Regions from separate parts of the Mus musculus genome. Here regions 1, 2 and 3 are each linked to region 4. The links are chromatin contacts, called in public promoter capture Hi-C maps. All regions are on one chromosome and are shown on one strand. The core of a region is the stretch at or near the end of the contact, and the rest is flanking DNA. Distances in the headings are between cores, read along the strand shown.

What was found. Promoter capture Hi-C pulls out the DNA fragments that hold promoters and counts their contacts.
Region 1: a promoter capture Hi-C map of cranial neural crest shows a contact between it and region 4. The contact joins the promoter of Esyt2 here to the promoter of Pacs2 in region 4. A contact is called at or near these places in 2 of 39 promoter capture datasets (cranial neural crest and pre-B cells).
Region 2: a contact with region 4 is called in a promoter capture Hi-C map of pre-B cells. The contact joins the promoter of Ncapg2 here to the promoter of Pacs2 in region 4. A contact is called at or near these places in 2 of 39 promoter capture datasets (cranial neural crest and pre-B cells).
Region 3: a promoter capture Hi-C map of second pharyngeal arch cranial neural crest shows a contact between it and region 4. The contact joins the promoter of Wdr60 here to the promoter of Pacs2 in region 4. A contact is called at or near these places in 3 of 39 promoter capture datasets (cranial neural crest, pre-B cells and second pharyngeal arch cranial neural crest).

The regions. Positions count from the first base shown.
Region 1 is chr12:116,279,803-116,282,502 of GRCm38.p6, reverse strand. Esyt2 (extended synaptotagmin-like protein 2) reads right to left here and starts at 1,281. Exons shown (of 22, transcript NM_028731.5): 1 at 831-1,281. The coding sequence starts at 1,160.
Region 2 is chr12:116,404,061-116,406,760 of GRCm38.p6, reverse strand. Ncapg2 (non-SMC condensin II complex, subunit G2) reads right to left here and starts at 1,325. Exons shown (of 29, transcript NM_133762.4): 1 at 1,300-1,325; 2 at 884-1,059. It overlaps D430020J02Rik (RIKEN cDNA D430020J02 gene), which reads left to right and starts at 1,600. Exons shown (of 2, transcript NR_028421.1): 1 at 1,600-1,794; 2 at 2,118-2,700.
Region 3 is chr12:116,261,579-116,264,278 of GRCm38.p6, reverse strand. Wdr60 (WD repeat domain 60) reads left to right here and starts at 1,254. Exons shown (of 22, transcript NM_146039.3): 1 at 1,254-1,428. The coding sequence starts at 1,414.
Region 4 is chr12:113,013,242-113,015,941 of GRCm38.p6, reverse strand. Pacs2 (phosphofurin acidic cluster sorting protein 2) reads right to left here and starts at 1,434. Exons shown (of 24, transcript NM_001081170.1): 1 at 1,260-1,434. The coding sequence starts at 1,378.

The DNA.
Region 1 (2,700 bases), core at 32-2,531, 3.3 Mb before region 4:
CCCTCTGGTATTTTAAACAATGAAACAAACATTTCAATTCTTCTAACATAAGCTTTTCAGGAACACTTCAATCGTGTTAGACACAACTAAGAAATGAATGAGTCTTCCTGATTTTTTTAATTAACTTCTCCCCATATTGGCTGTCACTACTTTTTAAATCAGAAAGGAGAATCTGGACGGTTCCAGGCCTGCAGCGCCATGCTTGCAAAAGGTTTACAGAATCGCTCTGGACAACTGAGATCTCATCGCCCACCAAGTGTGCTTCTGGGCGGTAGTCACTGCCAGCATGAGAGGAGGAAGAGGCCCAGCAACTAACAATGACCAGTTCTGCCAAGTTAGGAAGTATTCACTACCTGCGCACTTTGCTAGCGATGGGCGAGGAGGACTGAAAGCCAGGAAGAGGACTGAGAGCGGACACTCTCGGAGCAGATAATGACCAGGACACCTCGCCCAGGATGAGGGTGGGGACAGCAATAAGGACACCTGACTTAGGTGGGGGAGGCGGTGCGCTGACACAAGTGAGACTCGGACGCAGACCGTCGCTCAGAGCCGGGGTGGGCCACAGTGGCCAGAACTCCCGAGGAAAGCAGGTGGGCAGAGTGCTGACAGCAGACAGCAGTTTACAGCAGGAGAGGCAGACAGCAGTAAGGTCGCACACCTGACTCGGTCCGGGATCCTGGTTGTGCGGATCCCGGATCGGACGGAGATTCGGAACAAGCGGTGGCTGACACTTCACTCGGGCTGGGGCTTGAGTTCCCCACCCGTCACTGAGAAGGGGAGAAGGGTGGTGCGGACCTGACTCCGCTCAGGTCTGGGGGGGCAACACTCACCCAGGCGGGCAGGTCGCAGGCGCGCACTCCCAGGCGCACAGCTTGCTCCTCGTCCTCCAACAGCGCCAGCGCGCGGCACAGGCGGCTGGCCTTGAGGCCGCGGCTCCGGCGGCACCAGGCGAGCAGCCCGAGCGCCAGCAGCACCCAACTGAAGCTCAGCCCCAGGTAGCCCAGGGCGTACACCGGCAGCAGCAGCGCGAAGCTGCGCGCCAGCTGCCCCAGCAGCCCCGGCAAGTCCACACTCAGAGCGCTGCCCGGGGCCTCGGGCTCGGAGCGGCCCCCAGCCCGGCCAGGACCGGCCTCCGGCCCCTCGCCCCCCGCGCTACTCATCTCCAGCCGCGCTGAGCACTCCTCCCTGCCGAGGCGGGCGCGGCTCTCCCACGGACCGCAGGTCGCTCTAGCCCGCGCGCCAGCGCCCCACTGAGGGGGACCGCGGGCTCCACCGCTCCACTCCTCAAACGGGCGGGACTTGCCGTCATCACAGTGCGCAGGGCCCTCCCCCACCGAGGCCTCTCCCAGAGAGGGGCTTGCTCGGGCTGAGTGCGTGGTTTGGTGACGCAATCAGCATGCGCCCGACTCTTCCTCACTGGGATCCACTGTTCAGAGACAGCCGACCCTGAAAGAATCTAGGGCGGGGCGACGTGTCAGTCGCCAACCGGATCCCGCTCCCTCGTCCGCGCCCTCAGGAAAGATCCCCCGGCGGCGAATGGTCTGTGCCTGGTGTCATCGCGCGGTCGGACCCGCCTCTGCGCTGGGGTTGCTGTGCTGCTACTCTCCGGTCGTTACACCAAGAAGGGGCTGCAGGCGAAGCCATCACGCCAGGCAGGCCCCGCCCCTAACCTGTGAGGGCGGTTCGGTCTGCGCCCTCGGAGGGTGGGCGCCGCGCCAGGGGGACACACCCGGACTTGGCTCGCAGGGACGGCCGGAGAGGGAGGTGTGGCTTCCGCGGGTGTTGGAAGGGAGCAATGGCCCTGACTAGTGGGAAGGCTAGCGGGCTGAGTCCTTTCCAGCTTAGCGGAGAGCTCGGCGTTCGTCAGCCAACCTCTTGCCTGTCCTAGCTCCCTGGCGGAGAACTTGAACTTGCAGGTTCCTAGGGTGAGAGGATGGCTCCTGGGCCTGCCTCTGTGGAATGAGAACTTTGCGCCTGCTGCAGTAAAATTTACCTTGAGGCCTTACTGTGTGGTGGCGCCTCTGGGTCTAGTACTCCTTCAGGTCTGACTTCCCAAACAAAATGGCCCCAGTGAGCTTAGGAAAGCACAGTTGTCATGAAGATTTAAAAAAAAAAAAAAAAAAAAAAAAGGCAGCCAGGGTCCACCACCCCCTACCCCCGTCAAGGCCAAACTCTTAGGGGACATCTGAGGGGACATATGTGAAGCTTGCAAAAAAGAAAAAGGAAAAAAGGGAAGTAAGGAAAGGGAAGAGAAGAGAAAAAAAGACATCTGCTTTAAAGTTTGCTAAAGAGGAGCTGGAGAGATGGCCCAGCACCTGAGAACCCAATTCCTGAGTCAATTCCCAAAATCCACATCTGGCTGTTCACATGCACCTGTATCTAAAGCTCCATGGGATCTAATACCTCTGGTCTTCACAATCGCCTGTACACACACACACACACACACACACACACACAGAGGCATAATTTTTAAGAAAATTTTCCAGGAGGATAATTCCACGACTATGATTGTGGAATGTTGCAGATTCAGAGCCAAGTTATCCTGGGTCATACTTTGTTCCATTAGTAGCCATTCATTGCCCATCTCTTGTGTCTGATTTTATGCCACAATCCTTGTGATTCAAATATTAACCCACCACTACCTTGCACCAACACAAAGCTACCAGTGTCATCAGTATCTGAAACCTACAGAAAACAAAG
Region 2 (2,700 bases), core at 76-2,575, 3.4 Mb before region 4:
CCTGAGGTCACCTGGGAGCTTGTTAGGCAGTGCATCTGTGCCCCACTCCAGCACCCTCCCCTCCTCTGCACACCTACAGGATAATGAGAGCTCTGGGGACCTTGCTCATTCTTCTTCCTACATGTGATCTCCCAGGTAAAATGCCATCCTATTTTACCTTTACACCTGGTGCTACGATGACATACTCAAAACAAAAACCTAACAATACAGTTACAACAAATGATATTTGCAACAGGTCTTCTCATCTTAAGAATAAATTTGAAAATCTCTCATACCTTTAGAAATACAGCAATATGGAGAATTATTGGCATTAATTATAGAGTGTGAATCACAATAAATATGCATTCCTATTCTAAATTGAATAAAAGTAGAAAATAACCTCAATTTGACAACTCCTCATATTAGTAAATTTTAAATATAGCCACTTCATTCCCCGATTCAAATGGCTGAATTGTGAACCATAACTTTTTTGTGATGAATAAAATGGAGAGGGAAAGGTGGGTTGCCAGTATCACCACTTTACTAATTATGGTCACTTTGTTTACTTAAGTACATGTCTTTGGCAACTTAGTATGCCATATAATGTCTACATATGCTACTTACAAACCGTGACTCCGTATCTTGATTTTTCTCTTTCCTTAGTTCATAACTAAGTTGCTCCCTAGATCAGTCCTAGGTATAGGTTCGGGTTCCTCCCTTATGTCAGTGCAAGAATAAATCCAGCGTCTTCACCACCACGTCAGGCCCCAGTTAAGTGTCAACACTGCTGTCCTCCCTAGTCAGCTCCCCAGCCCCGTGCCAGGATCTTCCATGTCATTCTCTGGTCAGGGCTGGGGTTCTCGCTAGTCAACCCGGGTGCAGGTCTTTGGTACTACCTACTCACCCAGGCTCCTTCTCAGGGGTCTTCTCTAGTCAGACTCAGGTCTGCGTCCCCGGTCCTCCGTAGTCTGCATCAGGTCCTTGCCTGAGAGCCTCCCTACTGTGCGCAGGTCATTTTCCGGAGTCCTCGCCAGTCACACTCGGGCCCTCTCCCGGGGTCGTCCTAGTCTGAGGTCCTACCTAGTGAACCCGGGTTCCAGGCTGAGATCCTCCCTGGCGAGCCCCGCTTCTCGGTCTGGGATCCTTCCCAGTCAGCCGGGGGATCCCGCTCTGCCCTCCCGCAGCACCTCCCGCTCCACAAGCGCTCGAAACCGATGGCGGCCGCGGACGTGAGACCCGCGACGGTGTCCGCCGCCCAGCCGCGGTCGCCGGCCGCCGAGTCCTACTCACCTCCCACCCAACTCACCGCGCGGCGCTCACCTCACCACAGACCCATAGTTTCCCGCGCTCGGACCAGATTCAAACACACCCGCGTATACCCCGGACGCTCCCGCCCTCCACCCCGTCACCAGTCGCCGCTCTCACGAGATCTGACGCCGTCCCGGCCACGCCCATATCCCCCACAGCTCTGCAGCCAGGCTCCGCCCCCAAGGCCCAAGCACCGCCTCCTGGGCGTGACTCAGAGCCTCTGGCGGGAGTCTCTTTAGCGCGCTCACGGGATGCGCAGGCGCAGAGCTGCTGGCTGTGTTTCCCGCCCTCCGCCCACACACACCCACCTTCCTTGGGAGCGCTGCTGTTGCTTCTGTGTTCCTTGCCAGCTGCTCGGTGAGACGTCACGCTGATATCAGACGGAGGAGGGAGAGCAAGTCCGAGACTGCTCAAGTGGTAACCAAGAAGATTCTTGAAGAAATCCTGCCTCGGTTCGGGATCCCTAAGGTAATCGGCTCAGACAATGGGCCCGCATTTGTTGCCCAGGTAAGTCAGGAATTGGCCACACAATTGGGGACTAATTGGAAGTTTCTAAGTGTGCTTATAGGCCCCAGAGCTCAGGACAGGTAGAAAGAATGAGTAGGACTTTAAAAGAGACCCTTACTAAATTAGTCATGGAGACCGGCGGAAAGGACTGGGTGACTCTCCTTCCCTTTGCGCTCCTCAGGGTCCGAAACACTCCTGGACATTTCGGTCTTACCCCTTATGAGATTCTCTTTGGGGGACCGCCTCCCTTAACTGAGTCAGGTGGGATATTGGATCTTGGCACTGACTCATCCTCACCCTCTGCTCTTTTTGCTCACCTAAAGGCCCTAGAGGTTGTTAAAACACAGATCTGCAACCAGATCAGAGAAGCCTACACTCCGGGAACCATAGCAGTGCCTCACGGGTTCCAGGTTGGAGACTCAGTCTTGGTCAGACGACATCGCACTGGCACGCTTGAGCCCCGGTGGAAAGGACCGTATCTGGTGCTGTTGACCACCCCCACGGCAGTAAAAGTAGACGGGATCGCTGCTTGGATCCATGCCTCCCACGTCAAAAAGGCACCCAGCCAAGATGAAGACAACTGGATGGTGGCAGCCACTGACAATCCTCTTAAGCTTCGCTTGGGTCACAGGAGTCACCCTGGGCCTAAAGAACCACAACCCACACCAGCCTCTGACTCTAACTTGGCAAGTTCTCGGTCCTGATTCGGATCAGGTCTTGTTTACCACCTCCAAAACAGCGCCGCCAGGGACATGGTGGCCAGACCTAGCCTTCTGCCTCAAACAGATAATTCCAGCTGCTAGAAGCACTCCCCCTAATCTAGTAAGAAGCTATGGATTCTACTGCTGCCCAGAGCACAGCAAGTGGTCCTTATGCGGAGGGTCAGCCTCCTATTATTGTGGCCAA
Region 3 (2,700 bases), core at 5-2,504, 3.2 Mb before region 4:
ACTCGATCCTTCCCCTTCATTACCTGACTTTATTCTTTCCCCATGAACCTATCCCAACATCCAACTATAGCACCTGTCTCCCATTTGAATGCTTTGTAGCTTCACATTAAGAAGTTTTGTGTCATGACATTCAATACCCTTCACAAATTTGCACACACCTCCCTTTTCATCTCTAGCCATCTCTCCAGTCATGAAATCCAGACCCTTTGTTACAGGTGTGCTCTGCTCATTAAAGAAGCTTCTAATCACATGTGGGCTTTGGGTACTTGGGAGGTGGCTAGTCTTGACATATTCTGTAAGTAAAGAATTTTGAAGACACTACAAGTTTTTAAAAATACGTTAATACTTCAAATATATACTGCACGTTAAAGTGATAACAGTTTATGCCTGTCTCTGGTAAAATATACTATTAAATTTAACCTTTTTCAACTTTTGAAAATGTAGCTCCTGGGGTTGGGGAGATAGCTCCGTAGATAAAGCATTTGTCATGCAAGCACGCAGACCAGGGTCTGGATCACCATCACCCACGTAAAAGTCAGATGGGGCAGCCTGCTTCTAACCTCAGTGCTCATGAGGCAGAAATGGCCATAGGCAAGAACCAGTAAAATTCTGTAAGAACTGGACCAAAATAAACCACAGCCAACACCAAGATTACCTTCCCTCTAAGAAATGTACTGGATTAGTAGAAACAAAGATAATAGACCTTAAGCAAAGATGAAAGACTTAATGTATGTTAGTACCTTTTGTATGACAAGGATTTGGCTTAGTGACCTTTGTGTGGTGTTAAGTGAGTGGAAAGTCAAATTCTAACGTGGGTTACAGTAATATGTAACTTAGAAAAGTGTGCGAATAGTAAACTTCTCATCTGCAGAAAAAGCTCAGAATGCTAACATACGATCTAGATACTTCCTAAGTATCGCTAGGCAGACAGCCTAGTCTTGAACTCACAAAGATCCTTCTGCCTTGTCTCCATTGTAATAGAATTAACTAAAGGTGTGCGCTGCCGCAGTTGGCCACAAATGATTTTCATGAAAAGACAGTCTATAGGGTGTGAGTTGAGGAGGCAAAGCCTTGTTCAAGTATAAAGCTCAATCACCGTTTCCTTCCCATCTCTCGTTGTCAACTGTGAGGGTCAAAGAAGGATCAGACAAAGAAACTCAAGACATAAGAAAAGGCTCCTGCGTGTTTGCAGAAAACACGGGCGCGCAGGCGCGCGTGCTGGGGACGGCCGCGGGGCATGCTGGGCCAGCGCCTTCGGCCCGTTGCTAGGAGGCGGGGACGCCGGCCCTCCTGGGACCCAAGTCGCAGCAGGCCTGGCTGGCTGGTAGAGCTGAGCGACGGCGGGTTTATCTTCCTCCGGTGGCCCGCGCCTGCTGGGCCGAGGACACGCGGCTGTCCCGGCCTCGAGGAGCGATGGAGCCTGGGAAGGTCGGTGCGCCGCGGGGCCCAGCCTGGTCCGGCCCGCGCCCCCATTACCCCCCTCTTTCTTGGCAATGGAGATCGGGTTCCTCCTGGGCCTGCACTTAGGAGAGAGCTGGAGGCGGAGTTTGGGTCGAGGTCTCAGCTCTGCTGTTGCCTCTCACTTCTTAGCTCCAGGTGCGGTTTGTGGAGGAGTTTCTGGACTCATCCAGAGGCGAGGCTGAGTGTCAACTTCAGGAAGGCACAGGACTCCTGAAAAAAAAGTGCCGCAAGGTGAAACATGAGTCTCGTTAAGGTAGAAGGTTGTTGACTTTAACTTTGGTAGGTCGTTTATATCAAAAATCCATCTCTTAGGTTTTCCGGTTTGGTGCAATACAGGTTTTTAAAGTATGTCCTTATGGCCCTATTAACAACTCATGATAAATCCTATGAATTACCTTAGCGTCTATTATAAAGGACCCTTGTCTGCTTTAATTAATTTAGGTCTTCTCTTTCCATCTTTTAGTTTACTGGGTAAAAGTTTGCCCATTTTGTTGATCTTTCTGAAAGAGTCAGCTCTTTAGTTTCATTGATTCTTCGTACTGGTTTGTGTTGTTACAGTTTCTTTGATTTCAGTCCTGAGTTTGATTTTTTTTTTTTTGTGCCATCTACTCTTTTGGGGTTATTATTTCTTCTTGTTTTTCTAGGGCTTTCAGGTGCATCATGAAATTACCAATATAAAACCTCTCTAGTTTTTTGGTGGAGACACTTGGTGCTATGAACTTTCGTCTTACAAACTGTGTTCATTGTGCCCTGTAGGTTTGGCTATGTTGAATTTTTATTCAGTTTTAAAAAGTTTATTTTCCTCTGTGATTTTTGTTTTGACTCAATTTTCATTCAGTAGTAAGTTGTTCAGTGTCCATGAGTTTGTTTGGTATTGTTGATATTCAGCTTTACTCCATGGTGGTCAGATAGGATTCAGGGTGCTATTTCAGTTTTCTTATATGTATTGAGGCTTGCCTTGTGTTCTAATATGTGATCATGAGCTTTGGAAAAGAAAGAATATTCTTTAGAGTTTGGGTGGGATATTTGTGTGTGTGTTTGTCTGTCAATTTGACTTACGATATTTTTTGTTTGTTTTGTTTTTTCATTTGCTTTTTTAAACTCCAGCAACTTCTCTGTTTAGTTTTTTTTTTTTGGATGACCTGTCTGGATGGAAGTCAGGTATTGAAGCCATGCACTACCACTGTGGTTTTTATCTGTAGTAGTGTTTCTTTTATGAACATAGGCACTCTTGTGTCT
Region 4 (2,700 bases), core at 185-2,684:
AAGTTCAAGTGTGTGTTGGGGATGTGGATCACAAGAGCATAGGAGTTCAAACAGCCTCAGTGTTTCTGAAAAAGAAGGAAGGGGGAACAGAAGAGGGAGGGAGAAAGAGAAAGGCTGACTGGTGTATGGGGTGGGGGGCATGGGGACCCTTGGCTCTCATTAAGGGAACTCAGAGACTGCTAAAGGAATTCAAGGGCCAGTGTGAAGTCTCAGGGCAATGCTGTAGAGAGCCAGAATTAAGTGTGGAGATCAGTTCATCTCTCCCTCCCCCCACCCTGCTTTAGGGGCCTGGGAGATGCTCCCACTGAGGCAAAAGCTGACCCTCAGGTCTCAGTCCTCCAGATGCCCCTCAGATCCATCCTTCCTTTCCCAAAGCCACAGACAGACCCAGAGGGCCTTGTGCATTCTAGAAGGGTAAAACCACTATCTAGTGGCCTCTGTACCCCCAACACCACACTCAGAGGCCTGCTGAAAGAACACAGAAAGTTCCCCTTCTCCTTCCTAGCATCTCTCTACTCAGATCCCCCTCCAGGGCACACTGTCCAAGTTCTGTGCCTGGAAGGCTCTTTGGTGATAAGGCCACTTTCCCTGACTCCCCAGAGGGAAGCCTGGAGCGCCCTCAACCTGGTGTCTAGAGTTCCTCTTTTCTCTCACTAGCTGAAGCTCCCGAGTAGGAGCCAAGTCAAGAAATCACAAAAGTTTCAAGCTGGGCACTAGAATGGGAAGCTGTAGTCCACACAGAGATGGGTGGCCACAGTGTCCGCCCAGCGGGTAAATTTTGTCTAACCCTTTCCACGGGGCGAGGAGGAGGTCGCCTACCCAGGGGAGAAAGACCAGGCTTGTGCAACGGCAAAATTAACAGCTCCAAGCAAAGAGTACAACGGTCTCGGGAGCTCTCGTCACAACGCCGGACACAAGGCCGACAGGTGAAGAGAGCGCAGACCTCACCCGCAGGGTAGATGGAGAGGAGACAGCGGCGTGTCCCGGGAGCCTCAGGCCCAGGCCTCTGGGGTGTGACAGTGCCGCTGCACGCCGGAGGAGAGCTGTGGCACTAGCCGAGAGCTCCACCGCCTGAGGTCCGCTGCGCAGCCCGGCCCGGGACGCAGGTGTCAAGGTGCGGGCAGAGCACCGGCCGGGCGAGCCACAGGCCCGCTGCCCCGCCCCGGCCCTCGCCTTGCAGTCACCCGCGCGCGCTCGGGGGCGCGGGGTCCCGGCCCGCAGGCAGGTGCGCGCGGACAAAGCGCAGCACGGGGGCGTACCTGGGCACGCAGCTGGGGCTGGAGCCGTCCACCTCCCAGGTGGCAAACAGGTTCATGGGCACCGGAGTGTTGAGCGCTCCGGGCGCGCCGGGCAGGCCGAGGCGGCCCCGCTCGGCCATGGCGCCGGCCCCGCCGTCCCTCGGCGGCCTGGGGCTGCGCCGGGCCGCGGGAGCGCGGCGGGCGGGCGGGCCGGGCGCGCGGAGGGCGGCGGCGCGGTCACATGGCGCCGGCGGGCGGCGGGAGTCCGGCAGGCCCGCGGGCGGTGTCCAGGCTGCGCCCGCGCCCCGCCCCCTGCCGCACCGCGCCGCCTATTGGTCGACGGGGCAGGGCTCGCGCGGCGCACCCAATCACCGCCCACCGGAAGTGAGGCGCGCGCCCCAGGGCGTCTCCGGCGCCCAGCCGCGGGAGCGAGCGCGCGCGGCGGCGCACAGGCTGTGCCCCTCTCAGGGACTCAGGCGAGCGACGTGATGGCTGCGGGAGTGACCAGGTCTACGAACCCCTCACGCTCCCTGCGGCGGACCGCGGGCCTAGGGACGTGACCATGTATCCCGGTGACTCTCATCCGGTTGCCATCCTGCGTGTCCCCGCACAGGCCCCTAAGGCCTGGCTCTCGCACTCTGTAGGCCCCACCCACCCTTATTCCTTGAGGAGTTTCAGCCACCATCTGTCCTCCCTAGCTGCCCCATCCAGCAACCTCCGCCCATCCAGCCTCCTCCTATATTCAGCAGTGCTTTATTTATTTATTTTTAAGTTTTTCTCAAGAGCATCTCAAATATTTGGTACAGGGTGCATTCTCCCTTGCTCGCAGTGAACTTGGGCCAATAGGAGGGGCGGGTGGCCGATCAGACTGCAGGGCCCAGTAGGCAGGGGATTCCAGGCATGGCCTGGAGAAGGCCGGCTAGGCTCTGGGCCTCAGGAAGAAGCTCTCAGTGGCAGATGTCCCTCCCCCTCTTTTTGGCTGTCTTTGGTCAAAGTCAACAAATTTAGGGAAAAGCTTTTCTGGCATGTCTTGTTTCTTTGTATCCACGGCTTTACACAATTGCCTTTCTCCCGCTAGGTTCCATGTCTTATTATCTTCTAGTAAGCTTATTGAAACAATTCTAACTCAAATCAATCTGACCTGGCTGTCCCTCCTTGCCCTTCAGGTTTACCCAATAGTCCTGTTTTCTGCCTTTCTTCCCAGGAAGGCATTGTGGGGGTGGTCCCTCCTCTGCTATGACACCCCAACCCCTTGCCATCTACATTTGGAGCTCCTCTGCCAGAGGCAGCCTCCTGCTGTAACTCCAGGATGGGAGCTGCAAACAGCTGCAGCTGCTTAAAGCCAGAGTCTGCTTTGAAGAGAACAAGGGGACCTGTGTTTTCCTCATGTTCCTCACTCGCTGGGGTGGTAAAACAAAGTCCAGAGGGTCTGTCAGTCTGTGGCCAGCTGAAATGAATATTG